Regions from separate parts of the Mus musculus genome. Here all the other regions are linked to region 3. Evidence: chromatin contacts called from public Hi-C, promoter capture Hi-C and targeted proximity ligation data. All regions are on one chromosome and are shown on one strand. The core of a region is the stretch at or near the end of the contact, and the rest is flanking DNA. Distances in the headings are between cores, read along the strand shown.

What was found. Promoter capture Hi-C pulls out the DNA fragments that hold promoters and counts their contacts. Hi-C and Micro-C count contacts between places; a contact is called where the count stands out from the background.
Region 1: a promoter capture Hi-C map of the 3T3-L1 cell line shows a contact between it and region 3, with 3 times the contacts expected there. A contact is called at or near these places in 4 of 39 promoter capture datasets (the 3T3-L1 cell line, liver, pre-B cells and 1 more), 1 of 484 Hi-C or Micro-C datasets (pancreatic cancer cells), 4 of 130 datasets of targeted methods (the 230-238 cell line, bone marrow-derived macrophages, large pre-B cells and 1 more) and 1 of 9 other capture datasets (pancreatic islet).
Region 2: a contact with region 3 is called in a targeted proximity ligation map of pancreatic cancer cells. A contact is called at or near these places in 3 of 39 promoter capture datasets (the C10 cell line, liver and pre-B cells), 3 of 130 datasets of targeted methods (effector CD8 T cells, memory CD8 T cells and pancreatic cancer cells) and 2 of 9 other capture datasets (adipose tissue and liver).
Region 4: a targeted proximity ligation map of pancreatic cancer cells shows a contact between it and region 3. A contact is called at or near these places in 15 of 39 promoter capture datasets (the 3T3-L1 cell line, the C10 cell line, the HPC-7 cell line and 8 more), 1 of 484 Hi-C or Micro-C datasets (nephron progenitors), 9 of 130 datasets of targeted methods (the 230-238 cell line, bone marrow-derived macrophages, embryonic forebrain and 5 more) and 3 of 9 other capture datasets (adipose tissue, embryonic stem cells and pancreatic islet).
Region 5: a targeted proximity ligation map of bone marrow-derived macrophages shows a contact between it and region 3, with 2.9 times the contacts expected there. A contact is called at or near these places in 10 of 39 promoter capture datasets (the 3T3-L1 cell line, the C10 cell line, cranial neural crest and 4 more), 9 of 130 datasets of targeted methods (the 230-238 cell line, bone marrow-derived macrophages, embryonic stem cells and 3 more) and 1 of 9 other capture datasets (embryonic stem cells).
Region 6: a contact with region 3 is called in a Hi-C map of natural killer cells, with 9 times the contacts expected there. A contact is called at or near these places in 6 of 39 promoter capture datasets (the C10 cell line, the HPC-7 cell line, liver and 1 more), 1 of 484 Hi-C or Micro-C datasets (natural killer cells), 2 of 130 datasets of targeted methods (memory CD8 T cells and pro-B cells) and 2 of 9 other capture datasets (adipose tissue and liver).
Region 7: a contact with region 3 is called in a promoter capture Hi-C map of the HPC-7 cell line. A contact is called at or near these places in 13 of 39 promoter capture datasets (3T3-L1-derived adipocytes, the C10 cell line, the HPC-7 cell line and 7 more), 2 of 484 Hi-C or Micro-C datasets (CD4 T cells and embryonic stem cells), 3 of 130 datasets of targeted methods (the 230-238 cell line and bone marrow-derived macrophages) and 1 of 9 other capture datasets (liver).

Annotation. Positions count from the first base shown.
Region 1 is chr19:30,145,157-30,149,319 of GRCm38.p6, reverse strand. Gldc (glycine decarboxylase) reads left to right here. Exons shown (of 25, transcript NM_138595.2): 5 at 2,074-2,151; 6 at 3,555-3,702; 7 at 3,977-4,163. Among named protein-coding and RNA genes, the nearest start is that of Gldc, 28 kb to the left of the region's middle.
Region 2 is chr19:29,250,092-29,254,178 of GRCm38.p6, reverse strand. Jak2 (Janus kinase 2) reads right to left here and starts at 2,376. Exons shown (of 25, transcript NM_008413.4): 1 at 2,061-2,376; 2 at 1,660-1,742.
Region 3 is chr19:29,646,815-29,650,826 of GRCm38.p6, reverse strand. It overlaps Ermp1 (endoplasmic reticulum metallopeptidase 1), which reads left to right and starts at 2,412. Exons shown (of 15, transcript NM_001081213.2): 1 at 2,412-2,791. The coding sequence starts at 2,472.
Region 4 is chr19:30,123,800-30,127,556 of GRCm38.p6, reverse strand. It overlaps Gldc (glycine decarboxylase), which reads left to right. Exons shown (of 25, transcript NM_138595.2): 16 at 2,760-2,835. Among named protein-coding and RNA genes, the nearest start is that of Gldc, 50 kb to the left of the region's middle.
Region 5 is chr19:30,095,070-30,099,159 of GRCm38.p6, reverse strand. It overlaps Gldc (glycine decarboxylase), which reads left to right. Exons shown (of 25, transcript NM_138595.2): 25 at 50-719. The coding sequence ends at 193. Among named protein-coding and RNA genes, the nearest start is that of Uhrf2, 67 kb to the right of the region's middle.
Region 6 is chr19:29,323,610-29,327,923 of GRCm38.p6, reverse strand. It overlaps Insl6 (insulin-like 6), which reads left to right and starts at 2,606. Exons shown (of 2, transcript NM_013754.1): 1 at 2,606-2,879. The coding sequence starts at 2,609.
Region 7 is chr19:30,048,500-30,052,202 of GRCm38.p6, reverse strand. All of the region lies in intron 2 of Uhrf2 (ubiquitin-like, containing PHD and RING finger domains 2), which reads right to left. Among named protein-coding and RNA genes, the nearest start is that of Uhrf2, 20 kb to the right of the region's middle.

The DNA of each region.
Region 1 (4,163 bases), core at 1,075-3,574, 500 kb before region 3:
TTCCTTCCTATTTCACAGTATATTTTGAACACCTCATTCTTACTTGGCTTTCTAGAATAGGGTTTTTTGGGTTGTTGTTGTTTTGTTTTATGCGTGTGTGTGTGTGTGTGTGTGTGTGTGTGTGTGTGTGTTGTGCACAGGTGCCTAAGGAAGTCAGAAAGTGTCAGGTCCCCTTGGAGCCACCCAACATAGCTTTGAGTACTAAACTTGGTTCCTCTGGAAGAACAGCAAGTGCTCTTCATCACTGAGCCATCTCTCCAGCCCCTAGACGAGAACTTTTCTTGTGTCTGTGGCATGGAAGGGCTGTGGTTATTTAACCTCACATCTGCCTAGACACATTTAGTTTATATGCACTATCTTCTGTTAGTAGAAATTACTTTGCATGTCCCTAAGATAATCTTCCTCAGGAATTCTAATTATTTCCTGATAATCCATTTCCATAAGTTACCGGGTCACAGGGTACAGTTACCAATCACTCTACAGTCCCCCTTCCTCCACCCTGTGCTTTGGAAGAATATTAGAACATATCTTCATGGAAGAATTCATATTTAGGTTGGGAAATATGCCCATATTTGTGATGTTTCCTAAGAACTGGAGCCTCTGTCCTGAGTGCGCAGATGAGTTTAATTCTTGGCTTCCACAGATAATGGTGCTGTAGGGTCCAGGCAGGTACAGGCTCCCTCTAGGTATGAATGTTCTGGTGGTGGAGCCCACCCGGGGCCCTTCTGATTCCTTAACAGCACTGAGGGTAAGTTCAGGTTCTTCATGGAAGATGGCACACAGGATGGCAATCTATGTATGTTCTCTGTCACTATTCTCAGCTTTTTATTGATTTTTTTTTTTTTTTGTAAATTTTGTTCCCTACTTCTAATTTTAAAATTTCTTTTTATCATTTTAGGCAGGCTGTCACAATCCAGGATGGCCTGGATTCAATGTATAGCTGAGGATTACCCTGACCTTCAGATATTCTTTATATATATTATATACTTTATTTTATATATACATATATATATATACACACACACACACACACACACACATATATATATATATATATATATATATATATATATTCCAGGTGTTGAGGTTGCAGACTTATCGTGCTGAGATTCAAATGCAGGCTCTGTTACATGCTAGGCAAGCACTCTCTCAGCTAAGACACAGCCCTGGCCCCTGTGTAGCTTTCACCTCACACTCACAGAAGTGGAGGTGTTTTTTCTTTGCTTATTTGATTGTTTGGGCCAAGGGTTTCCTACCTGCTCTGCAGGGTTGGCCTTGGGCTGCCTTGTGGTGATGAGCTGCTCTCCCTCAGGAAAAGCTTCCTTCCTCCTTTCTCCTTATGTCTCCATGTAAATTAGAGTTCAAGCGTGTGTGTGTGTGTGTGTGTGTGTGTGTGTGTGTGTGTGTGTGTGGTGTATGGGTGGTGTGGGTGTGTGTGTGATGTGTGTGATGTGTGTGAGGTGTGTATGTGTGTGTGATGTGTGTGATGTGTGTATGCGTGTGTGTACGCACACATGTATGCCATAATATCCATGTAGAGGCTGGAAGGTCTGGGGGGAGTCATTCTCCAACTTCGTTGAGGCAGGGTCTGTCTTGTTTCTGCCCACCTGAGACTCTAAGCTAAAATACCTCTGACAACAAGATATATTACTTTACGAGACGTTTTTTGAAGTGGTTTCAATTTCCCTTTATACCTAATATCTGTCCTTTTCTTTTTATCATAGTGTAGATGTCCTAAAACTGAATTGGTTTTTGTTACATTGTGTTTGTTGGAACAGGCTTGAATTTCCCTGGATTGCTGTCAGGAACTGAGTCACCAATCGCTCATTTCTCTTTAGAGTATGCTTAGAGTTTCCCTCACTGCTTTTGGTATTGGAGAAGTGGCTCAGTTGGTAGAGAACTTGACCAGGTTGAACACCATCACTAGCTACACTAGCCATAAAGGCTTGCACTCTGCACTGTGGAGGCGGAGGCAGGAGGATCAGAAGTTCAATAGAGTTGGAGGCCAAACCAGAATACCAGAGAAGGGGAAAAAAAATCTTCAAGTTTAAATGTGCTTTTTCTTTTCAACAGACACAACAAGAGGAAGAAATTTTTCGTTGATCCTCGTTGTCACCCACAGACGATAGCTGTTGTCCAGACTCGAGCCAAGTAATTGATTTAAATTGTGTTTTGAGCCACGGGTAATATCATATCATCTCTACCTTGTCTCTCTTTCCCACTTCCAGTCTGATTGGAAGTGAGCTGGCTTTAGACTGGATTTGGTGAGTTTGCTTTCCCCAGCTAACTTTCTCCCATGGATGCTCTGCCAAGTCCCTCGTCAGTACTGAGGGGCAAACACATGCTGAGTTCATTTGCCTTTGTGATTTCGTAAGTCCCCATGCTGTTCTGTCATCTCGTGATAAAATTTAAAATACTAAAATCAGCTTGAGGCAGGAGGATTTCAAGTCTGTGGCCAGATGAGCCACATGGTCCCAAAGTAGAGATTAGGGCTATGGCTCAGCAGTAGGACACTAGCTAGCCTCGGCTGAGGCCCTGGTTTCAATCCCTAGTACCGAGAAAAAAAATGGAAAAGGGTCAGAGGGCCAACAAAAGATGAAATAAAGTAACTGCAGCAATGTTTTGGAAAGTTGGGAAAGCAGAGCTCACTCAAACATGCCTGCCATGGCCATGGTTTCCGGTGTGCTTCATGCAGATGCAGTTGCTAAGGAAACCACACCACAACTAAGGACCACTTTGATTAGTCCTATGTGCCTTTGCATCGTTTAGTCCTGTAAGCAACTGAAACATCCCCGGCCCAGCCATTACTGCATCCTCTTTCTGCTTTGGCAACACAGGGCGTTTTTCTGCTCCACACTGTCCTTCGGAAGGGGTTGGAGTTGTAGTTAGAGGGTTTTAAGAATCTAAGGAAGTCCTTGTTGCCATTTGGACAGGTTTCATTTACCTTAAGCTGAGCCGGGGTGTCCCGGAGATGCCTCTGTGGTAAGGGCTGGATCTTTAGCTCTAGGGGGTGATGCTCCTGCCAGGAGTAGGTTCTCACAGAGAGTTAGGGAGAGGGGAGTGGGAAGGACAGAAGAAAGAGACTGAAGAGTGAAGCATGCATGTGAGTTGGCCTGGAGCCCTGTTAAACTTTGATGAGCCAGGTATGAGGTGAGGTGTGACTGGGAGTGAGGCCAGAAGCACACCTAGGGAAAGAACAGAAAATGAATACAGTCTCCCTGGGGACAAGCTGCTGCTGATTGCATTTTTTTGGGCCAGGCATGATGGCTTAAGAGATGGGTCAGCAGCCTGACAACATGAGTTTTATCATCACAAGCCATGATGAAAAGAGAGACCTCACTTATCTTCTAACCCCTACACACGTACCTTGGCACATGAGTATCTGCGCTAATGAACATGTCACACGTGCGCACGCACACACACACACACACACACACACACACACACACACACACACACACACACACACACACACAGAGACACACACAGACACACGGGCATGCATGCACTCACACACCATAATAAAAAGGACCAATTTTCCCTTGTACTTTCAGATATAGGGGGGTGCTTGTCGAGCTGAAGTTACCCCACGAAATGGATTTCAGTGGCAAAGACGTCTGTGGGGTGCTGTTCCAGTACCCAGACACTGAGGGGAAGGTGGAGGACTTCACAGAACTTGTAGACAGAGCCCATCAGACTGGGGTAGGTAAGCCCCCTGCTGAGGTTCAGGACGCTGTGTCCCAGTTCCCATATCTGTCTGTCTTTTATCACATGGAATGGTGACATCTTCTTCCCCTACTCCTTCCTCTTTGTTACTGTCACTCACTGATCCCTGGTAAATATTCTTCCATATGAATGCATAATCAAATGGAGTTCCCAGCAATGCCCCTCCCAGCCAGCCTGTTTGTAGTGGAGACAACTCCTGCACAGTCAGGATAAGGTGATAACCTTGACCTCTTCTCCATTTCCTCCCCAGAGCCTGACCTGCTGTGCTACTGACCTTTTAGCTCTGTGTATTTTGAGGCCACCTGGAGAGTTTGGAGTGGACATTGCCCTGGGCAACTCCCAGAGATTTGGAGTGCCACTGGGCTATGGGGGACCGCATGCGGCCTTCTTTGCTGTCAAAGAAAACCTGGTGAGGATGATGCCTGGAAGGATGGTGG
Region 2 (4,087 bases), core at 1,127-3,626, 400 kb after region 3:
ACACACACCCCCATAGGAACGGATGGAACTTCCTACCTCTGAAACTACCTCAGGTTAAGTGGTGAGAGCCAGCCTTCCCTGGTGCTCTAACACCTGACACAGTTTGGGAAACTAAGAACTAAGCGAGGGAGCCTAAAAAGGAAAAACAGTGTAATGGGGGAGGAGCAAAGGACAAGTCTTTGCGCATCTTAACCACCAGGGGGCAGCACCACGGGGCTTAGGCATCAAACCCTTCCATACAGAGGCTGTAGATACACTAGCATGCAGTTTCTCTATGCTCTATGGAAGCCGCACCAGGGACTGACCAGCTACGCACGGGCCAGCTAGGAACCTCCTTTGCCTGCCCAGCTCTGAGAAGCTAAGACGTTCAGAAGCGACCAAACCATTTACTGCTCTGCATGCATCCAATCGACCCCCACACAAGGTTCTGAGAAAGTAAATTTTAAGTTAACACTGCTGTTAAATGGGAAGAACACCATTATCCTAACTTAAGACTGCACGCTCAGATCTAACTCCAAAGCCAATGGTCTTCTCTATTTTGCCAGAAAGGGATCCCATCTTTCAAGAATAGCCTATCTGGGTAAAGTAGAGAAAAAAAAATATGTTTACTTTTCACACTCAAGACACCTTACTCAAGACACCTTCAAATTACAAAGGAAAAGACACTAAAAGAAACAAATGAAGCCCGGTGGGTGGTGGTTTTAATCCCAGCATTTGGAAGGCAGAGGCAGGGGAAATCTCTGAGTTGGAGGCTAGCCTGGTCTACAGAGCAAGTTCCACAATACTCCACAAAAGCCAAAATAAACATAAGTGCTTATCTAGCCTCCACACACTGCAGCTCTCCTGTACAGGTAAATGCTCATGCCTGTAGCACCGCTCAGTACTCTCAGGATAAGTCCTGGGCACATCCAGTCTGCAGACGTCCCACACTCAAGCCAGCTCACATACAACCAAATGATCTTAATAGCTGGAACCGTAAACAGTAAACAGGTAAAGGATATAGAGAAAGAGGACCAGAAATTGATGATTCATTTTCAAATCCGCTGGGAACTATATGAGAATATTTGCAGTAAGCCAACAACTCACTCATACAAACCTATTATGAAACCAAAAGCAACCTCCGGCTTCTTTATTCCCACTTCTGTTTCCCTTCTCCGCATTTCTCCTCCTCTCTGTGACACACTCAGCGGCTCGGTCCTTTCATTCAGGGAAAAGGAGTTTCCCCTGATAGACTAGTAACCACCGGAAAGCAATCAACCAACAAAGCAAGCAGGTGAATACAGGAAGCATTCAATGTGGCAGCAGAAACCCAGCAAAAACAACCAATTTGTTCCCTCAACAGGTTATTTCAATTCCTTGAAAATTAAGACTGGGGAGAAAGGGGGAGAAAGAGACGACTTATTGTTTTCCTCTGCAAGACCACACTGTAAAACCAACAAAGACCGCTTCTTTAAGGATCCAAGAGACACAATAAATACCACCCAATTACTCTCCCACAGCAACAGGAAAAGTTCAACACTGCCATTTTCGCAGTAAGCAACAATTAGTCCTGCCGTTGTACACAAGCATCCAGCCTTCTTAGCAGGCACTGGCTCGCAGATCTCAGACACCCTTGTCTTTAACTGCAGCACCCAGGCAGCCCCGAGCGCTAACACCCACCTTCGCGGGAGGGAAAAAAAGGGCCTCTTCTTCTGGGGAGGGAAAACAGTTCACATCTTGTTCCCGTCGCCTGCTTCAGGAACCTAAAAACAGAAGCAGCAAGTCACTAACTCAAAAACCCAGGGCCAATAGATGCTCTCTTTTTTTTTTTCTGCGCTGTTTAGATGACTAGAAAAATGTACAGAAGAATAAGAAAGAGGGGGGGTCGGGTTCTAAGGCACAAGGGGATGCATGCATTTATCAACAGCTAGCCACTCCTTCCTAGGCTGTCGGAAACCCGCAGGTTTTCTAGCTTTGAAGTTCCCTGCCAGTAGCAGGGGGCTAAGGGGAAAGCAGGAGGCGGGATCGCAGGGAGAACCGCTGCCCCCCGCCCCCATCCAGCAGCCAGGGACTGCACCCACCGGCGACACGGGTCGGGCCACACAGGAGCGCCCCGAGGCGCGCAGGATCCGCTCCTCCGAGACGCGTCGGGCGGGCCGAGGTCTAGGGAGCCCCCGGGCCGGGCGCAGGGTCGAGCGGCCGCCAGGCTGGGCCCTCGGGGGCCCTCCCGCGCGGGCTTGGCCCGCACTCACATCCCGCAGCGGCGGACCCGGCAGCCGCCTGCAGCCCTCGCCGGGACGGACGGGCGCCTCCGGAGCCGGGGCCGCGGCCGAGGCGCCGACGCCGCGCGAGCTCGCCCAGAGCGGGGGCCCGCCCAGCCTGTCAGCGCGGCGGGAGGCCGGCGGTGGCCGCTGCTGCCCCCTTTCTGCTCTGCCTCAGCTTCCTGCAGCCCACGCCACGCCCACCGCGCGCCGAGCCCGTCTCCGCCCTCCAGGGGCCGCACGCCGCCTCCGCTCGGCCCCGCGACGCCGGCTCAGCTGCCCTGCTCGGCGGGCTCCGGCGCGGTGCAGCTTCGGGAAAGCGGCCCCGAGCGGCGGAGCGGGGCGTGGGCAAGCCGGCGGGGGTTGGCGGGGGGGCGGAGGCCGGCACGCCCCACTGCGCCTGCGCCGCCCGCGGGGCCGCTCTGCGGGGCTGGGCCGGGACGGGGGAGGCGGCCGCGGGCTCCGGGGAAGCGGAGGCGCGCGTGGAGATTCCCGGGGCAGCCCCCGGGCGAGAGCGCGCGAGGAGGAGGAGGAGCGGGGCGGGTGCGGGTTGGCGCAGCGTGCTTGCGGCCTCGGCTCGCGGAGGAGACGGCTGGGAATGAGTCAGCCCGGCCGGGAAGGCCCCGCTGCGTCCGAGCTGATAGGATTGGCGGCCGCTGCCTCCGCGGAGACTTTCCCCTTCCTGCTTTCGTTTCCACAGGCGGCTCCCTGCCCTAAGCGCTCGGCCCAGGGGACGTGGCACCGTGGACCGGGCGCTGAGACCCAAGTACCTGACTTCAGTTAACCACCACTTCTGCGAAGGGACCGCTTGGAAGAAGAAACGACGTATAGGGTCCCAAAGAGCCACGTTCATTCATTCAAGAATTTGTTCCCTGCTAGGCAAGGGCTCCCAGGAGAGGAGACGAAGGCAGCACCCATTCTGCATGTGCTATTCTCATAGAAGCCAGAAAAGAGGCTTTAAATCTGCACTGCTCTTTGTGTGTGATTGCCAGTAACGGGTACACACACACACACAAAGGTGAGTGGAGATGTTATTTTGAGATGACCAGAAAAGACCTCTTAGAGTGGCATTTGAGCAGAAATGTGAAGGATGAGAACGATCCAGTCCTGGAACTATCTGGTTTCAAGAAAGAAGCTAACAATGAAAAGGATTCTGAAAAGGGAATGTGTTTTAAGGACCAAGAAAGAACCCTCAATGGAAGACAGTAAAAGGAAAGGGGCTAAATAAGAAGACAAAGAAATAACTGGGGTCATTCTGTATAGGGCTTCTTATTTTTTCTCTTAGCCCCAGGTTTGTCAACCGAAATGAAGCATTCACAACACCCACGTCCCCTTATATACGTGACGGATGCTGTTATTCAGATCTTACATCTATTGTTTTTTTTGTTTTTTCCTTTATTTTTGAGTCTGTGAGCCTGGAACTCACAGAAATCCTCCTACCTGCCTGGGGAATGCCGAGATCAAAGGTGTGGGCCACTACACAATGCATGGTTTCTTTTAAGTAAATGTCACCAAAGCTAAAGATAAGGTGGGCAAGAAAAAAATAGATGATTAACAGTAAGCTTATAGGATTTAAGTCCTTTGTCAACCCACACAGGAAAACTGAGTAACTTGTTCATTCTCATTTACAGTGAAAATCATTCTCGGTGAGGTAAGAGTGAGCCAATGATAGTCTTGAATGTTGATCTCTCTTCACTCTGTAGTAGAATGCTTTCCAGCACTAGATGCGATTCCTAGTAGAGGCATAAGCTAGAGATTTGTTCCACCTGTTAATCTTTTCACAGAGTTCCTGCATTCTCTAATAAAGATAAGGGAGAGTTCTGAGGAATCGGACAAAATCTTTTATG
Region 3 (4,012 bases), core at 1,163-3,662:
TAGACAAGGCTCTTGCCCTCATGGAGCCTCCAGTCCAGCGAAGGAACCCTGAACTCACAGGCATTGATGGTGCTGTAGGAGCGGACACAAGCGGGTATGGGCTTAACTGGATTAAGATGAGTCTTGCTTAAGGAAGTATCAATTCCACTGAGATTTGAAGGGAACAAGCTTGGTAATGAAGGGAAGGAACAAGTGTTTTGGGTGATCCAAACAGTATATGAGAAGACACTGTGAAGGGAAGATGGTGGACCAGAAGTCTTTAAGAGAGGCCAGAGTGGCTGATGGAGCATCCTGCATCTGATGTGTCTGAGAAGTAGGCAGGGTGTCGTATGTCTGACACAGACACTCAGTCAAAACCCTGAAGTGTGTTTTCTCAGTGGGTCTCTAGGTTAATGCCTTCGAGCATTTCAGCCATTACATCCATAGGCCACAGAACCTTGAATCTAAGAGGCTCATGGAAGCAAGCAGAAACAAGACTGGTCAGTTGCTAGCATGGCTACTACAACCAATGACCAACTTCTTGCCACTCACTGTGATAGTGAAGGAAGACTAAGGGTTTTTATTATTTATTTTGAAGATATTTAAACATTTTTATTTGTATTATTGTGTGTTACTTATGGCTTACTTATTGCTGTGATGAAACACCATAGCCAAACTAACTCGGGGAGGAAAGGATTGATTCGGCTTCTGCTTCCACATCACAGTTCTTCATCAAAGGAAGTCAGGACCAGGACTCAAACAGGACAAGAACCTGGAAGCAGGAGCTGGTGCAGAGGTCATGGAAAGGGGTGTGGGGGGAAAGGGGTGTGTGTGGGGGGTGTTGCTTACTGGTTTGCTCTTCAGAACTTGCTCAACCTGCTATCTTATAGAACCCAGAACAACCTGCTCAGGGATGTCCCCACCCACAAAGGGCTGGGCCCTCCCCTATCAATCACTAACCAGGAAGGTGTCCTACAGCTAGATCTTATGTTATCACTTTCTCAATTGAGGTTCCTTCCTTTCAGATAACTCTAGCTTGTGTGTCAAGTTGATAGAAGACTAGCCAGCACAATTGTGTTTATATGATGTGTTTGCAAGTGTGTTTGTATGAATTGTGTGTTTGTATTTGAACACTCGTGTGTGCTTAGGTCAGTAGACACCTTGTGGGAGCTGGTGTTCTCCTTCCACCATGGGCCTAGTAGGGAAATGAAAGGTTGTCAGGCCTTGGGGGAAATCAGGGATGGACACATTTATCTTCTGATCCATCTTGTTAGTTCAAGAATATCTCTTCGGGAGCTAGAGAAAGTACCCAAGGAGCTGAAGGGGTCTGCAACCCTATAGAAGGATCAACAATATGAACTAACCAGTACACCCCAGAACTGTGTCTTTAGTTGCAGATGTAGCAGAGGATGGCCTAGTTGGCCATCATTGGGAGGAGAGGCCGTTGGTCTTGCAAAGATCATATGCCCCAGTACAGGGGAATGTCAGGGCCACGAAGCAGGAGTGAGTGGGTTGTGGAACAGGGCAGGAGGAGGGTATAGGGGACTTTCGGGATAGCATTTGAAATGTAAATGAGGAAAATATCTAATAAAAAATGAAATATCTAATAAAAAAGAATATTTCTTCGGAACCTTTGTTTTTAGAGTGCCCTGTGTGTCCGCGGAACAGAGCAGAAGGCTGTCTTGGGATCCCATTTGTCCTTCATTTGCTGTCTTTATGTTCTTCAATATTAAATAGGAATGAAAATATTTTCTTTTCAAAGTCTGTACTTAGCACACTGCTTGACTCAGCAGCTATTCATTAAATTATAGGTATTGTTATCTGTTAAATGAAAACAGCACTAGCCCTGGTAATTGGGGTTCTGTGTCTCCCTACTTCCTTCCCTGCCTCCTCTAGCTGCTCACCTTTGTAGCCCTGGTTGGCCTGGAACTCTCTACGTAGACCAGGCAGGCCTCTAATTTGTGTAAATCCTGAGTGCTGGGATTACAAATGCTTTTTTTTTTTTTTCCAAAAAAATTTTTTTTAAAAGACAGGATCTTTGTTATGTATTCCACTCTAGGCACAAAATAGGGATCCTCCTGTGGCCATCCTTCCTAGTGCCAGGATTACACCTTTGTCCAGTCCTGGTTGTGAAGTCTTACTTATTGATTTGGTAGGCAGAATCCTCCTTTTCCCAGTATTCATCAGCCCAGCGCAGGATAAATGCCTCGTGTATTCTGTTAAAGCGGCCTTGCACTTCTCTCTTGCTTAGGGCTGCTCATTTCTAGGTTTATGGGTGTTTTTCCCTTTGACAGTCTGCTGGCACCAGGCTGGGTGTCAGCCTGTGCCACCAAAGATCTCAGACTCAGGCACCAGGGAACAGCGAGGCGGACCAGCCAATCAGAAGAAATTTGGCCCTCTGCAGTTTCCGTCCGCTCACTAGGAGGCGCTGCGGAGGCCGCGGTGGCCCGGACTGTCGCAGGCTGGGGCGGTTGGTGGTGGCAGTTGCCGCCATGGAGTGGAGCTCGGAGTCAGCGGCTGTGCGGCGGCACCGCGGCACCGCGGAGCGTCGGGAGGGAGAGGCGGCCGCGTCGCACCGGCAGAGAGAGGCCTCAGCGCAGGAGGATGCGAAGGGCGTCGGGAGGATGTGGGGGAAGACGGAGAACGGCGGCGGGAGCCGGGTTGCGAAGACCGCGCTGTCCGAGGCGCGCACGGCGCTGGCGCTCGCACTCTACCTGCTCGCGCTGCGGGCGCTCGTGCAGCTCTCGCTGCAGCGGCTGGTGCTGAGCCGGACCTCGGGGCTCCAGGGCGAGTTCGACGCGCGCCAAGCCAGGTACGGCCGATCGGCCCGGCCGCGAGTCCTCTGCGGCCCCGGGGTGGGGGAGCGCCTGGTGGGTGAGTCCCGCGCGGGTGAGCCCGGCGCCACTGTGCCCCAGGCGGAGGAGGCCGGCGCTGCTGTATGCAGAGTCCCGGGGTCCTTGGGCGCACCTCGGTGGGAAGTGGGATGATCCTGCGCGTCCTCCGGGGGTCTGAATTGCGGGTACTCCGGGCTTCCTCGGCTCCCTCTTTCGCTTTCTTGGGGTGGCCAGATCGATTGAGTCTGCTTTCTCATCCACTCTCTTCCTCCTGCAGATGATTGGTTGTTCACACGCTTCATCATTCTCCTCTCTTTCTCGAGCAACTTCCACTTTTTACTTTGGTTAGTTCTCTGCATTTAAAATGAGATGGAGAGTGAGGTTTTTGTGCCAGGGCTGCATTACCAAGTCTTTCTGGGATGGTGTGGGAGAGGAGTAATGTAGTGCGTGCTAACCTTTCTAAGCACCACAGCCCTCATATCTGAAAGCTGTGGAAGGAGACTCAGAGTACATCCAGACAGAATTATGCCTGTAATTTCTGAAGGTCGCAGATGGTCTATGGCTCTTCTGTACTACGGATTGTATAGGGTTCAACATTTTTTATTTTATTTTATTTTTTATTTTTTTTAAATATTTATTTATTTATTATATGTAAGTACACTGCAGCTGTCTTCAGACACACCAGTCAGATCTCCTTAAGGATGGTTGTGAGCCACCATGTGGTTGCTGGGACTTGAACTCAGGACCTTCAGAAGAGCAGTCGGGTGCTCTTACCCACTGAGCCATCTCACCAGCCCCATTTTTTATTTTTTTTATTCTATTTATTTACTTGTTTATTTTTCGAGATAAGGTTTCTCTGTGTAGCCCTGGCTGGAACTCCCTCTGTAGACCAGGCTGGCCTCTAACTCACAGAAATCCTTCTGCCTTTATCTCCCAGGTGCTGGGATTAAAGACCTGCGCCTCCACTGCTGGCCAAGGGTTCAATTTTTTTTTAAATGACCTCAGGTGTATTTGAAAATATGAATTCTTTGATTCTGTAACTTGCATCTTAAATCAGATGAGTCCTTAAGCTAGTAGAAAGTTTTCAACTACTATTGTGTTTTAAAAGTTGCTTCTTTAGATGAGTTTTCTTAAGAGCTTTTTGGAAGGCACCCCCAGTCTCTCCTCCGGTCCCACCCATCCCTCATTGGAGTAGGGTT
Region 4 (3,757 bases), core at 452-2,951, 480 kb before region 3:
TACCCGTTCTTTGCCAAGGGGTGGAGCCTCATGAAATTCCCCTCTACCCTGTTAGCATGGCTATTGGTGTCGCCCTTGTTCATCTCATGTTTAGATAGCCATATGGTTGAAGTGTCACGGATGTGGCTTCCCCGTTATTTTTCGGAGACACGGTCTCACAGGAGTTTTGTTTCTGCCTATGTCTTCTTCATTGTTCCCAAATGTTAGGTTAGGAATTGTATTGTAGATGTCTTCACTAGGGCCAGGCACCCCGAGATCATTTATTCTCTGCATTTTGACAAGTTATGGTTGTCTTCAATGGCCTCCATCTGCACAAAGAGGAGTTTCTTTGTTAAGAGATGAAGGCTACGCGTATCTGGGTTGTAAGAATGCAGTTAGGAATTTTGCTTGGGTTTTGGTAACGTGATTTATAATGGGTTCTCCAAGATCCTTGATCTTACTATTCGTGTGTGGTTGGCTAGGTTTCCAGTATCTGGCTTGATTTGCTTCTGTTGGGCAGGCTGAAGTCCAATTAGACAGCTGTTGATTATTGTGGTGGTTTGAATATGCTTGGCCCAGGGAGTGGCACTATTAGGAAGTGTGGCCTGTTGGAAGAAGTCTATCACTGGGGGCAGGCTTTGAGACCCTCCTCCTAGCTGCTTGGGAGATAGTCATTTCCTGGTTACCTTTAGATCAAGATGTAGAACTCTTAGCTCCTCGCAGCACATCTGCCTGCATGCTGCCATGCTTTTTGCCATGATGATAATGGGCTCAACCTCTAAACCTGTAAGCCATCCCAAATTAAATGTTGTCCTTTATAAAAGTTGCCTGGCTCATGGCGTCTCTTCACAGCAGTGGAAACCCTAACTAAGACAGTTATCTTCAGGAATAGGAGTGTCACTACACATTTTTTAAAGTCCCTTACTACAAGGGGGAAGAAAGGCTTGTGTGTGAATTGTCAGGGGTGAAGGATAGAATTCAATTCCCAGCAAATCTCCTAAGCATTTCTTTCCCAGCCACTTCATAAAGCTACAGTTCCTTAGGTCCCTGGTGGGGAATGCACAGAACCCCGAGTCTAGCTTGTTGAGATAAGGCAGGCACATAGCATGAACATTGCAGTAACTTTTAATGTACAGTAGATGCACGGGCTGATCTTGGATCACATGAACACGTAAGGTAAAATACAATAAGGTTCTTAAAATTGGTGTGTGTGTGTGTGTGTGTGTGTGTGTGTGTGTGTGTGTCCGTCCGTGTGCGCGCCCACCCAAGGAAGTCAGAAGAAGGCATCAGGTTCTCATGACTGGTGTTTCAGGCAGTTCTGAGATGCTCAGCACGGGTTCTGGGATCTTAACCATCCTCTGAAAAGAGCTGAAATGCCCTTGACGGCTGAACTCTTCTAGCACCTGCAATAAGAGTTTTGCTGGAGGAAGGTCACTCATTCACCAGTCAGTGTTTATTATATCCTCTTTTTTTTTTTTTTTTTTTTTAAATTTGTGGACAAGAACCTTGCTTTTGGGAATAGCCAGCCTCTTTGGGGCCTACTTAGTGAAAACAAGTCAGTCACATTAGGAGCTGAAGGTACTAGCTCAGCACAAGGACCTGTGTGGAAAACTCCGGGATGAGAATTGGCTTGATATGGTTCAGGGATGGCCTGGACAGCTGGAGGGTGGTAGATGACAGCCATAGGACGGAGCTAGGGTCACCTGACTAAGTCGGCTTTGGGAGGGCTCATAGAGTTGGCCTTGTTGGTTGGGATGATTCAGTCTTGGTGTGGATTTCCTCACCATTCAGAACATCTGCATGGTTTTTAATTCCCCCATTTAATAGATGACAGAGCAGCAGGGGACCACGTAATGAGAGGTGATAGTGATTTTCAACGTACGGCGTTCATTTCCTTGTTCTTGAAATAAATAAAAGGCGTTAAGTGTGCTGGCACTTTTGGCTTCAGCTGTAAAATGAGAGATAAAAATGAGTGAGTGTAGCGTGGAGAACAAGGCTCTGTGAAGGAGGCAGAGAGGCAGAGAGCCCTGATACCTCTCACTTCCCCTTCCCTGCTTCATGGAGAACAAGAACTCTGACCCATTTGCAGTTGTCTCAGCTTTGCTCACAGGAGCATTAGTCATTAAGCACGCTCTCAAAGTGGTGCCTGCAAGATAATGGCAGGCTTCTAGCAGCCACACATTCAAAGGGCAGGAACAATGTGTGATAGGAATGGAAAGTTTCCATGGCGATAGTGTGGCCTTTGCATGACTCAATATTTGATGGTATCGGAAAAAGCTTATTTTTCTAGGCGTGATCATTAGGCTGCAGTCACATTTTTAAGATTTCTTTCCTCTGAAAAAGACTCGTTGGTTTGAGCTGATAAAACATGAGCCTGGTGATGGTTTCACAATTGCTTAGTTCAGCATAGAGGGGTTTGTTGAGTGCTGGGTGTGTTTAGGAATGAGACTTGCCACAAACTGATCCTAATATCTTCTTATAATTTCTAATTTCCCCCTTGTAAAAACCCAGACAATGGGTTCCTTATTATTCCCACAATTTTTTTTAAAGCCAGTCAAATTCCCCCTAGTAAGACCAGGTTGATTCTAAGGTCCTGAGCTGATAAGCATGGCTCACCTTTAGTTGGTGCCAACCTGTTAATCTTCTTTCTATAAAGATGCCATATGATAGGAACCTGGACCATGGCTGCCTAATGTGTAATCAGTGTCTGCTAAATCCTAAATGAACACGGGGAAAGCTTGGAGCCCACAAGCCTGACTCTTCTCTTCTTGTCTTTGCAGCGGAGCGCAGGGGGAGTACGCCGGACTGGCCACCATCAGAGCGTACTTAGACCAGAAAGGAGAGAGACACAGAACAGTGAGTGAGCATGGGCAGGTGGTGCTCGATCCCTGGGGGAGGTTGAAGGCTCGGATCTCGGAGTCCCTTCTGTTCTGTGGGACCTACCTTTCCAGCCTTGGTGGAAGTAGACAGGGAGACATATAATCAAGAAACCCTTTTCTGCCACGTGATCATCAAAGACATCCCACGTAATCACGGTGACAGAAAACGTTCAGAAATAAAAGGCTTTTGTGCAAACCCAGCATATGGAGTAGTCAGTGGGCCATGAAAGTGCTCTCTAGGGAGAAGGAGGCAGGAACCTTATTGCTGCCATTGCCACCCTCCTCATTAGCTCCGCCCTAGCCCTGGGCCTAAGATTAAGCAATTTTGAGCCTAAGCATAGTCTAGGCCATATGTAAGATACCACTGAATAACTACGTTCCCCCTAACACTAAGCAGATTGTTCCTAGCACTAAGCAGCCATGAGGTTGGGGAGCAGATGTATTTCTGCTGCATGCTCTGCTTTGGGCATGAGAGTCGGGTTTGCAAAAAAGTGACTCCTGGGGACCACTGGGGTCCTTATCTACGTAGCTGGTGCTACTGGGCACCACCACTGTCCCAGAAAGACGTGTTGTGATCTATGCAAAGCCTCTCCTTAAGGCCAAAGGAGGCCTCTGTTCCTGGCCCCTTCATTTTGGAGGCCAGCTCCGTGCTAGGTTTTCTGCTGAGCTGTGGAGCTGGAATTCTTAGGGTAGGTATCAGGAGCAGGACAAACAGGCCCTGACTGTTCCAGGAGAGCTCTAGAAGGTTCTTACCTAAGCGGGTCACGTCAGTGCATGGCAGCCCAAGCTCATGTCCTTTCTGAGCTTATTGAAGCTGATTTTTTCCCCCTTCTGGTTAGTCTGAATTTTACAATGAAGAATTTTAAAACTTTCACATCTTCCTTTAAAAGTACATGAGC
Region 5 (4,090 bases), core at 1,425-3,924, 450 kb before region 3:
CCCCCAAAGGACTCGGAACATCCCCAAATGTCCTCCTTTTCCCTTTCAGCCCTTTGTGAAACCAGAGAACAAATTCTGGCCAACCATTGCCCGGATCGATGACATCTACGGAGATCAGCACTTGGTCTGCACCTGCCCGCCCATGGAGGTCTATGAGTCTCCATTTTCTGAACAGAAGAGGGCTTCTTCTTAGTCCTCCCTCCTACGTTCAAAGGGCTGACCCGATGTCTCTTGCTGGAGCATTTGACAAGCAAGGATATTTCTTCTCCTTTACGTGGCTCACACATGAGTTTTATACGCTGTATATTTTTATAATCTTTCAAGGTAATGTAAGCACAATTAGCATGGTGAGTGGCGGCCACCTGCTGTACGGCAAGGCAGTGGCTGTTCGTGTTGCCTTGATTGGGAGCCATTTAGTTTGCCGGATAGAAAATGTGGGGTGCGCTAGCAATTTTAACATTTTAATTCAAGAAGTTTGCAGCAGTCAGAGCCTATGCTGGGAATTCAATAGACATTCTTTTTGTTCCAAATAAGTCCTCGTGGACTGTGCCCTCTGTGGGAAACCCCAGGGCAAATGTTTACATTTTATACACTGAAGAATTCTCCTCACTAATGTGCCTGATCTGTCACAGCATAAGTGTCCTCCTTTCACTGTGCGGACTTTTTTTTTTATCTGCTTTTATTAGTGTCCTAATAAAACTGAGTTTGAGTAATGCGAATTTCCCATTTGATTTTACACCCATGATACACACTCAGGACGCTGAAGGGTAGCGGGATCTCTCGGCCCAACAGCCACGTTTTCACGGACAGTCACCCTTGCTTTTGACTGGCTAAGGACAATCTGTACAGCCTACTTATTAGAGAAGGCCACTCTGGCGCTTTTTATCTTGGGCCATAGGTAACTTAACCTCAACTTACGGAAGATTAAGTAGCAGTTTCTTTGAAGCCCAGAGATAACAAGCCAAGGGGAGGGGCAGAATCCTTGAATGAACATGGAAGAAGTGGATCTTGTCCTAAGTAAACCTGCTACTGACAAGGACCAGTGCCTCCGACTCAAGGGAACAGGCAAAGCCTTACCCATGTCAAGGTGAGGAACCGGGCCGAGTCCTGATCCATGTGCAGATGTTGGTAGTGTGTATAGAAACTAGCAATCATAGCTCCCTCCGTCTGGATGAATGTAACCTGAGAATGTCCCTACACAGTCAGTCCCCCTATTGAGACAACCTAACTCCTTCTCATGCTGAACATAAATAACAAAGTCGCTGGAATTCCAGGATTTTATGTAGTTGGTGCCACTTCATCAGAACAAGCACGGCCCACCCGATCCTAGCATTTCTGTCTGTCCTTCCTTTCTTCATTCCCTTGTCACCTTAGTCAGGTTTCCAGGACCAAGCAATCCTTCACTTCTAGCTACAGGATGAAACGGTTATTAACCATAACAGGAAAAGGATGAGTTTGTGGTGGGTAGCTAGCTAGCCTGCCAGCCACAAGGAAGTTACCTCCATCACTTGCCATCTTCTCACCTGACAGTTCCTAAGAGTTGCTGTGAGGGAGGCTTTCACCTGCTTCCCTGCAGGTGGGTCACCCCAACAATTATACATTCACTAAGTTTCATGCTAGCTACTGGAACAGGTTTGTGTGCTCTTGTGAAATTCTCCACTATAGTCCACATACATAATTACACATAAAAAGCACCTAGACCGATTTCAACCTAACAATAGTACTGAAACAACGGGACCCCTGCTTTTCATTTCCTCCACTAATAGTTAATAGCTATTGAGCACTTCTTAGGTACTATGTGCCTGTCACAAAACATGCAGAGATTCTGGAGGTAACGTGTTTGGTAGGAATTTGCTCCAGGGCCTAACAGCCAAACAGGAGACCAGGCTACCATGGCAACAGCAAATCTGAAGAGCAGGAAACATCGGCCAGCATCTGAACACAGTGGTCCTTTCTCTGGAAGCACCATTGTGAGAAAAATGGAAGCCACAGCAGTGTTCTGTTTCACTAAAGTGCTTGCAGTGGTTGCTAAGGCTGCTTTCCCAGCTGGCCACCTCTATATGCCTTCAGGATGTAACGTAGGTAACTAACTGCTTGTCTTGGACTATTGCACCTCTTATGTTTAACGCCTGCTACGTTGGTCCTCTCCCACCTCTGGGTTTTGCTTGTAGGGATTTTCTACCTGGAGCACTACCCCTCACCCCGCAATCCCAACACTTTGCTTGGCTCCTGTTCTCTGGATTTCAGTGCCTCATAATGGTCTTCCTTGGATCCTTGAGAAATGGATAATTTTTTTTCTTTTGAAGATTATTACATGTAAATACAATATAGCTGTCTTCAGACACACCAGAAGAGGGCGTCAGATAGCATTACAGATGGTCGTGAGCCATCATGTGGTTGCTGGGATTTGATCTCAGGACCTTTGGAAGAACTGTCAGTGCTCTTAACCACTGAGCCATCTCTCCAGTCCCAGTGGGTGACTTTTTATCTTCGATCTTCTCACTGTTTGTTCCTTCCTTTTAAAAACCAAGTTTTGTTAATTATTCGGTGTTTTGTTTTCTCTGCCTCAGACTACGAACCCTGAGAACAATGATCACTGGATTTCCAGCAGAGAGTAAGGGTTTCCTATGCTGTGTTCAATTAGAGCATCACGTGACTAAAAGGGCCTGATCCTGAGTCATCAGCCTGCATGTGAGCTTGCAGTGTCTGCGCTGAACAGCTCTTTTTATGTGCAAAGCCACCCAGCCTTGAAGATAGCCCCTGGCTTCAAGTAGAATGTGCCCCTAATTAAAAACAGTTTTGCTTATTCTGGCCACACACATACCATAAAGTAGTCCTCCAGCTATCCTTGGCTGTACAATGGAGCTGCATTAAGTACAAAGCTGTGTAGAAGTGCCTTTAAGAAAGGCCTGTGCCTGTGTCCTATGCTCTGTGTCCCTCTCTCCTCCTGCCCCAGGCCCTTCCAGGAAGGCTCATCTGACTGGATACAAGGACTCTGGTTCATAATAGAAGCAATGAAATCCTTATGCCTTGGGAACACCCTTGACCCATTAAATGGCCCAGTGCCCTGCAGAGCTCCAAAAGGGTGACCTTTCAGTTTCCAAACTGCTCATTTCAGGTGGCTTTTACACCTAGAAAGGAACACGTTAGTTAATCCAGTACCTGACCAAGAAACTATATTGTCAGTGATCATATCATGCCACTCTTCTGGGTAGTTCCTTTTGTCTTTTTCTCCTCATCCTTTAGAGAACTTTCTGGAACGCTAGATTTTTCTTCCCTGGTGTGTCTTTTACCTGTTTATGTGATTTCCATTCAACTTCACTGAACCGACTGCTCCATCTCACCCTTTCTCTATCATTCCTCAAAATGGTTAACCTTGACTGAATCTGAAAGTCGGCTAGGAGACTTGTCTGTCCCTGGCAGGTCATGAAGGGCATTTCCAGGAAGGAGTACGGCAACACCTCCCTCCCATCGGCTGCCCACATGCAAAGCACGCAGCTCTCCTCTACCCACCTCTGTGCTTGCTTGTGACTCTTCTGCTCTGTGCTGATGGCTGCTGCTGCCCTCCAGCGCTTCTCTCAGCCTTCCAATGTGGACTGGAGACCAGGGGTTCTCTAGGAATCCTCTAGACTGTGGACAGAAGACTGAGACTGCAGAGGCATCCAGCAGCTACTGGGTTCTGGGCCTTTGTGGTATACAGTCACTGCTGGGACGACCTAGTCCTTCCCATCTAAGCAGATGTAATTCATCCCTTTTCATAATTCTGTCTGTCCCTCCCGAGGACCCTTAGTCCCTATTCAAGAGTGTCACAGCTGCTGTCACAGCTGTCAAGTTTGACCTTCAGAAACCTGTCTCCCAGAACCTCTCCCACTTCTTAAGGAGGGTGAGAAATCTCTATATAAGAATTAGATTTTTGTTCTCAAATCACCCAAAGGTTTGCTCAGAAAATGTGACAGGACGCAGGATCTAGTGCTAAACACTGGCAAAAGATTTCCTTAAAAGCTGTTTTATGTGATGCTATGATGGGCTTTGATACATAAACTGGTTACCCAGCCCTTTCCTTAACATCACTGTTCCTAAGGGGAATATT
Region 6 (4,314 bases), core at 1,357-3,856, 320 kb after region 3:
GTGAAGTTAGATTCTTATTTTCCATGTTGTGTGTGTGTGTGTGTTTTTATTTGAAATTTCTCAAAGACCTTAAAACTTGAAACTGTAAAACTTCAAGAGGATAATTTAGGGCAAACACTTCAAGGTGCAGCATAGCCAGAGGCTTTCTGAAAAGAACTCCAATAACGCAGGAAATGATCCCAACAATTGAAAAGATCACATGACAGTAAAAGGCTCCATATAGCAAAAACAAAACAAAACAACCCCTGAAAAACCCAGCCTCCACTGGGTACCCTACAGAATGAGGGAAATGATTTAGTAATTACACATTAGACAGGGTAATAATATCCACCCATATGAAGAACTGAAAATTTTAAATTCCAGGAAAGCTAATCATCTGATCATTTAATGGGTTAATAAACTGAACTCTCAAAAGGAGAAATGCAAATGACTACAAAAAAACAATACTTGAACATTCTTACCCACCAGCGAAATACAATTAATAAAGGAGTTGAGAGTCCACATCACTCTAGTTAGAATAGCTGTTATCAATAAACAAAGCACGGGACTGCAAATGCTGGCAACGCTGTGAGGAAACAAGAATGTGTGTTCCCTGCCGGTGAGAATACAGATACATGCTGCCCGCATGGCCGCTCCTGAAGAATCTAAAGAGAAGGAGCGCTGCAGAGCTTGGGAACTACAGGGGCTCTAAGTCAACCCGTCCCAGAGACACTCATACACATTTGTATTGCTGCACTGTTCACGGTAGCTAGGAAGTGGGGCCAGCGGAGACGTCCTTCACCATTGGTTGGGTGCTGATAATGCGCCGAGCTCCAGGGTTAAGAGCACTTGTTGCTCCTTCAGAGAACCTGAGTTTGGTTCCCAGCACCCATGTCAGGTAACCATTTGATCTGACACCCTCTTATGGCTTCAATAGGCACTACACATACCCATACATATATTTAAATATAAAAGCCAATTAAAAAAAAAGAAATGTGGTACATATGCACAATGAAATTTGAATACATTTATGAAGAAAAAACCCACAAAATTATGACCTTTGTAGGAAAATGGATACAAGTGTATATTATGTTAAATAAAGTACATTTGATTCAGAAAGACAAATATTTTATGACAATGTTCTGGAGTAAAATTAATAGTATGGGATTCTAGTAAATACATCTGAAATTAATTTTATAATATTAGAACTTATTCACTCAAAATTAGGCATGCAAATAATTTTTTTTCAGTTAAATAAATCCATTCAGCCATTATCCTGCTAATAATAGTGTGTAGCAGTTAAGAATGCATTCCCAGGCAGTGGGATGCTTTCGCGGGTTAAGGCACTTGCTGCCAAGCCTGACAATGTGACAACGATCTTGGGGTCCCATATGGTGCATGGAGAGAACTGGATCCAACTTATACACACACATCAGCAGTAAATAAACATCATAATAATAATAATAATATAATAATAATAATGGTGATGATAATTTATTGTAAAAAAGAATGTGCTCATATAAATAAATTAAGGCAATTTTTACCGGGAACCGGATACTAAATGATGCTTTTATGTACATGTAGAATCTAGACTTAAAACTATGTATTTGTGTGTTTATATATGTGTATGCTTAAATGTTTGTGTTTGTAGGTCATGAAACTACAAAAGGGATTCCGAGAGGGATGAGTGCTTAAAGAAGGTAGGAGGCAATCAATTAATAGAGGACATGTAATTAAAAAAAAGCAAAAAGGGGAATTACTAAAGGCAGGAACTGGGAGAGGGTGGTTAAGGGAGGCGAGTAAGAGAGAGTGAAGTACAGTGCGATAGATGTGAGAAGACACCGCGATGGAATGAGTAATTTTTAAAAAGGGTTTATTTATTTTATTTGATATGTATGAGTGTTTGCTTGCATGTCTGTATATGCACCACGAGTATGACTGGTACTGAACCGGAGTTACAGACTACCATGTGCTGCTTTGTTGGTACAGGGAAGCGACCCCGGATCCTCGGCAAGAGCAAGTTCTCCTAACTGCCAAGACATCTCTCTAGTTCCAGTACCAATTTTTTAAAGTTAAAAAATATAATCCATGAAGGAGATAAGTTTCTCCGAAGGGAAGAAATGGCTCCTGTAAACACTAGGCAAAAAGAAGATCACATTCCAGGTGTGGGGGGGATGCTGCATCTCAGAGTCCTAGGTTCTCATATTTCATGAGGCAGTTTCTTGGAGCGCACGACAAGGAAAATGAATGAATAAAGTCAGAGAAAGAAGACATTTTAAAACTTGCATTTCTGAGGCCAAAAGAGCCTGTTAATTTCAACTTTGACGACAAGGAAAATGAATGAATAAAGTTAGGAAAAGAAGACATTTTAAAACTTGCATTTCTGAGGCCAAAAGAGCCTGTTAATTTCAACTTTCTGCAAGCCGGAAGTCCATGTAAGCCTGGAACACCCCGCACCTAACCAAAGTGTTCTGGAGAAGATTGCCTGCGAGGGAGGGCAACCCGAGGGCGGTGCGGAGAGGGGCGTGGCTGGGGGCGTGGTGGGTGGCGAAGGCGGGGCGGGGCGGGGCGGGGCGGGGGCGGGGCGACGGCCGTTGCAGCGCGCCCGGCCCTGTGGCGGAGCCCAGGGATGAAGCAGCTGTGCTGTTCTTGTCTGTTGTGGCTTGGACTCCTACTGACTCCTTTCTCCAGGGAAGAGGAAGAGGAATCCAGACCCAGGAAGCTGTGCGGCAGGCACCTGCTGATAGAAGTTATAAAACTCTGTGGCCAAAGTGACTGGAGCCGGTTCGAGATGGAGGAGCAAAGTCCTATGACACAGTTCTTTCCCCACTACTCACGCAAGGGCAAAGCCTTCAACCCTCACCCTTCTTCCTCCGCCTGGAGAAGATTCACAAACCCAGGTAAAACTCTGAAGGGAAGGCTTGGTAGCTTATCAGTGTGCAAACTCCTCTTTTCTTATCCTTGACTTTGCTCTGCCAGTGAATTTCTGTAGGAAATAGAATTTGTACCTAGTGTACGTGTGAATACAGTTTTAAAAACCATACAGACTTATATGAAGTTCACTTTAGACTTAGAAGAAATAATTTGTTCAGAGTAGGCCTTATTAAAAAGATGGCCTTAGGTTTCATGTATACCCCAAATTCCGTGTGTTATAAGCTTAATCTCCAGGGCAGCGTTAGGAAGTGAAGTGAGGGAATTAAATTTTCTTGAAACGGAGTCAGGCCATTATCACAGAAGTGGATTGTCCTGAGTGAATCTGTTGCAAGATCACTTCATCCTCCTTTTCCGGCACCTCCGCTATGGGATGATGCTACAGGAAAAGTCCTTGGACCCTGGAGCATCTTCAAATCACGAGTCAAATAAATTCTTGCTCATTTGAAATTAACCACTGTCGGGGGCATTGTCAGAAGATAGATATAGGTGATGAGGAACTAGTCACATAGATAGGATGGGATGGGATTGGGGGCGTTTATTTAGAGGAAAAGTTTATTTAGGGGAAAGACACTGCTGTCTGAATTATACGGGGAAGAGCGAGGAGGTCAGGATGTGCTGAACAGGAGGGGAAAAGAAGCAACAGCGTAGGGCAGTAAGGTTCGTCCAGAAGGGCTGAGAGAGGGAGAGCAAAGCCAACGGAGCAATTCATGTGAAGTGAAAACTTAATAAAGGGCACAGGGAAGGACAAGGGCGGATGAGATGAGTCTCGGCATGGATAGCTCATCGATGCAGATAGGTAGATTGTAGTATGGGGACAGATGAAGCTTCTCTGTGGTTTGCAGCAGCACTGAAGGTGAACTAGCGTGCTGAATTGCATAGAGATCTCGTGGTCTTGACCTACCCTTGCCATTCTGATATTAGCCTTTCTCCTATGTTGTAAAATGTGTTTGTAGATTCCCTTAACTAATTTTATAGTTTTTTTCAAAGCAGTGTTTGTAAGTGAAGCAACTTATCAGAACTTTAAAAAAAAATCAATGTTCTTACTTGACTTGGAAATAAGGAATTAATGAGAGTCATAAAATGAAGTGGAACTGCTTGTAAACTACTTTCCTTTGCAACTAGGTGGAATTCACCCCTAAAACCATCTATGTGTGACTAGTTTTGCTTTCGATCTCTTTGTCATCGATGTGCGTAGCTTTCATATATCTGTGTCTGTCAAGATTTTCATAGGAATTCATTTCTGTTTGATTTCAAATGTTACAGAATTAATAACCATGTATTACCTAGACTATTTCCTCTTTTCTTACTGCATTTTGCTCCCTTTAATCTTTGCTTTTTTTGTTTAGTTATAACTCTGTCTTACTCACTGTAATAGCAGAAAAGGACGGGAAGCCACGCCCT
Region 7 (3,703 bases), core at 148-2,647, 400 kb before region 3:
TGTAAATCTAAAACTCAAGTTTTATTATCCTATTGTTTTACTAGCATACCACTTACAAATACTGCAAACAAAAAGGTGGCTGGTGGTGCTTTTAAACTCTAATACATTGTAAAATATATAGATATGTAGTGATAATTGTCAAATTTTGGTTTCTTTAAAAAACACAGAAATATTATAAGAGTTTGCTTTCATTTTATTCCCAAGTGTGGAATATGGGGCTGCTTCAGATTGTCCAGAGCAGCTGACTATGATTTGCCTCATGCTCCAGCAGGGGCCTGCTTTTGCCAGCTGCAGATGCATTTCTGCAGTTCTTTGATATCAGGAATTCTGGGGACTTCTCAGAGGGATATAAAGCTAGGGCACTGGGGTTATTGGTTGCTGTTAAGTAGTCTTATGCAAAGAAGAAACAAGAAGAAATTGGATATCCTAACAGCAAAGATCAAACTTGCTTTAAGGAACTCAATGCCCCTAATTAGCAGGAAGTAGTCTATCGATAACATCCTACTCTTTCTGACTGCTGACTTTATACAGGGATATCTTTGCTTTCCCTCTATACTTTTTTCTCTCTTATCTGGTGTCAGGAGGTTGAAAGCGTGGAAAAAGGGTGAAAAAAAGAATATCCCACAAAGTAGTAAAGTCCGGCTACAAAAACATGCTAAGGAAACATTTAAACAGGTTGAACTGCATGGAAGAAATGAAACTCTTTTGTAGAGCCTGGGTTTTGATGGCAGCTCAGAACAAAAACTACTAAACCATAAAATTAATATAAAAACAGGATACTGTGGTAGTCCCCTTCTAAGTAACTTAGGAGGAATTAACAGAAAGAGTTAGTCAGAAGAGTGGACATCTGGTAGCATGTTCCTATAAACACAGCCCAAGAGAGGCTAAGATAGAACAATCCTAAGAGTTGATCAGTCAGTTTAATAGTAAGACCCTGTTTCAAAACAGTCAATGTGAAGATACAGCATGACAAAAAGATAATGTATCTGGAAGTGTTCAAATTATAGAGACCCACAAGATTCTAATTTATACAATTAAAATGCAAAAAGGAGATGCTAATGTTATTTAAAGAAAAATTCAATTCACACAGCAAAGCAATGGAAGGCGGAAGAGCTAGGCGCTGCTGACGCGTGCCTTTAGTTCCAGCACAGAGGCAGGGGATTTCTGAGCTTGAAGTCAGCTTGGTCTATGTAGTAAGGTCCAAAATAGCCAGGGATACACAGAGAAACACAAAACAAACACACAAACTAAAAGAGGCAGACGAAATGAGGGGAAAGCATAGCTCAAGAGCCTTTACTCTGTCTTCCCTAGGAAGGCAAAGCAGGCCAGGCCAGGCCAGGCCAGGGCAAACAATCTAAGATTAGCTAATATGAATGTGTCACAGTGGGCCCCAGGCTACTGGGAAGGTCTCTAGTTGTCTGACAGAACATCCTTGCCATGATCAGTAGAATACTGTTTTAGTGTGTGAGACAGAGATAAGAGATGTGACTAGGGTATGGACTCAGAATTGCCCTGCTGTATATTAAAGACATACTCTCTGACAGAGTATTATTTCTAGGAATTCACAAAACAAAGTAAGGAATTCACTAGTCTTAAGAAAGGCAATCTCGTCTCTCCCAGAAAGCAAGGTTTCTTTACGGGTGTCAAAATATCAAAGAATATATATACTTCATATATTTTAAAAAACATGTAAATTTGTATATAAAAATAAGCAGCATGGTTTGGGGCTAGATTTTGTGATGAAGTAGATAAGTCACATGAACCTGTGATTAAATCTGACCTTAATTTTTATTTAAAAACAAACTAGCTATATGCACAAGTATAGTAGTGCACACCTGTAATCTGATGAGGTTTTAAAAAGGCATACATGTTTATTTGCACCTTTCAAGACAAAGACTTAAAAGGCTTAATTAAAACAAACAAAAAACCTTACTGTTTTTGTTCATCTAACCAAAGCTGGTGTGAGTATGTACGTTAATAAAAGGATAAGGATCACAAATAAACTGTCTTTTGAAAGGAAATACACAAAGGCCACATGTAAACTTGGCATGATTGTGGTGCATGCGTATAAAACAAATACTCTCAATACTGAGGTACAAAATGTGCAAGGCACCTTGGTTACACATTGAGTTTTTGTCTCAAAAAGTAGAAAATAAGCAAGCACAAAAGCATACATACACACACATATATGTACATATACACACACTCGCACACACATATAAAATCTTCACATACAGAAAAGGTCATACACTTTAGAAAGGTACAAAACCGAAGCATAAGAAGCAAGGTAACTGAAGCTTAGATAATATCCAATAGCAATACTAGGAGGACTGCTGCTCATCCAGCATGCTCTGGACCTGTCTCTGCAGTACTAGGTACTGTACATATGGCCTCACATATGCTAGGCAACTACTGACTTCTCAACTACAAAATTAACTTATTTTTTTTAACTGTTTATTTTAAGACAAGACCTCACTCTGTGCCTAGGCCCTGAACTTCCAATTTCCCAGCCTCAGTCAGCCCTGAGTACCTGAGATTACAGACTGGAACGACCAGTCCTCTCTGCTTTCCTTTCTTCATCTTTGAGGGTAAGGGAGAGAACACCACTCACTACGTTGTCCAGGCTGCCTGAAACCTGTGATGGAAAGTTCAGCTTGGCCTTGAACTTGCATTCCTCCTGCCTTTGCCTCCCAAGTAGATCGGATCATCAAACATGTTTCTAAACATGTCCTTTGTTCTGTGGAAAACACAGCTCTGTGGATAATTCAGTATTCGAACTTTTCAAATGTATAACCTTAAACAAATATCTTGTCCCAGCCTCGTATTTTTACGGTTTCAAAACACACCTACCAATACAATTGAGTAAATCCAATTCAGTAAGCATGTAATGTGACAAACCGAAAACTGTCTTTTTTCATTAAGCATCAGCATAGCTAATGCTGACTCGTTTAACACAGGGATCTTATTTTCCATCGTTTGCTTAGTAAATATTAGCAGGTTTTGATTGTATAATCATTTCCTTTAGTAATTATTAATACAAAATCATTTCCATTTTTCCAAAAAAGTGAAGACGTGAAATATATCTGTCCTCAAAAGACATACAGTAAAGGACTGGGGAGATGACTTGGTGAGCCAGCATGAGGACCTGAGCTTAATTATCAAGAACCCACATAAAAGCTGGTCACAGTAGCACAGTCTGTAATGCCAGTGCTCCTAAGGTAACAGGGGAAACAGACAGGAGAATTCCTAGAATCTTGTGAGCCAGTCAGCCTGACTGGACAACAGCAAACCATAAAAAGACTGTCTCAAACAAGACAGAAAGGAAGTTGTCCTCTGGCCTCCACACATGCACACATGTGCCATGGCACCTGCACACAGCTACATGAATATATACGTACACACATACCTGCCACCCTATATAACACAAAAAACACATATAGCTAAAATGAAGAGTGAAACTCAGAACATGGCTTTCTCCAACTCTAAACATGACTCATTTTATTTTGTATTTCATTGTAAATATAAATTTTAAAAATACAATATGCTTTTATTTACATAAAACTCATAAACAGCTAAATTAGGATTACATAAATAGATTAGATGTCAGTAAGTTGTTAAAAATTGTATAAAGATGGCCAACCAATGACTGGCCCAACTTGAGACCCATCCCATGGTCAGAACCAATCCCTGTCACATTAATGAT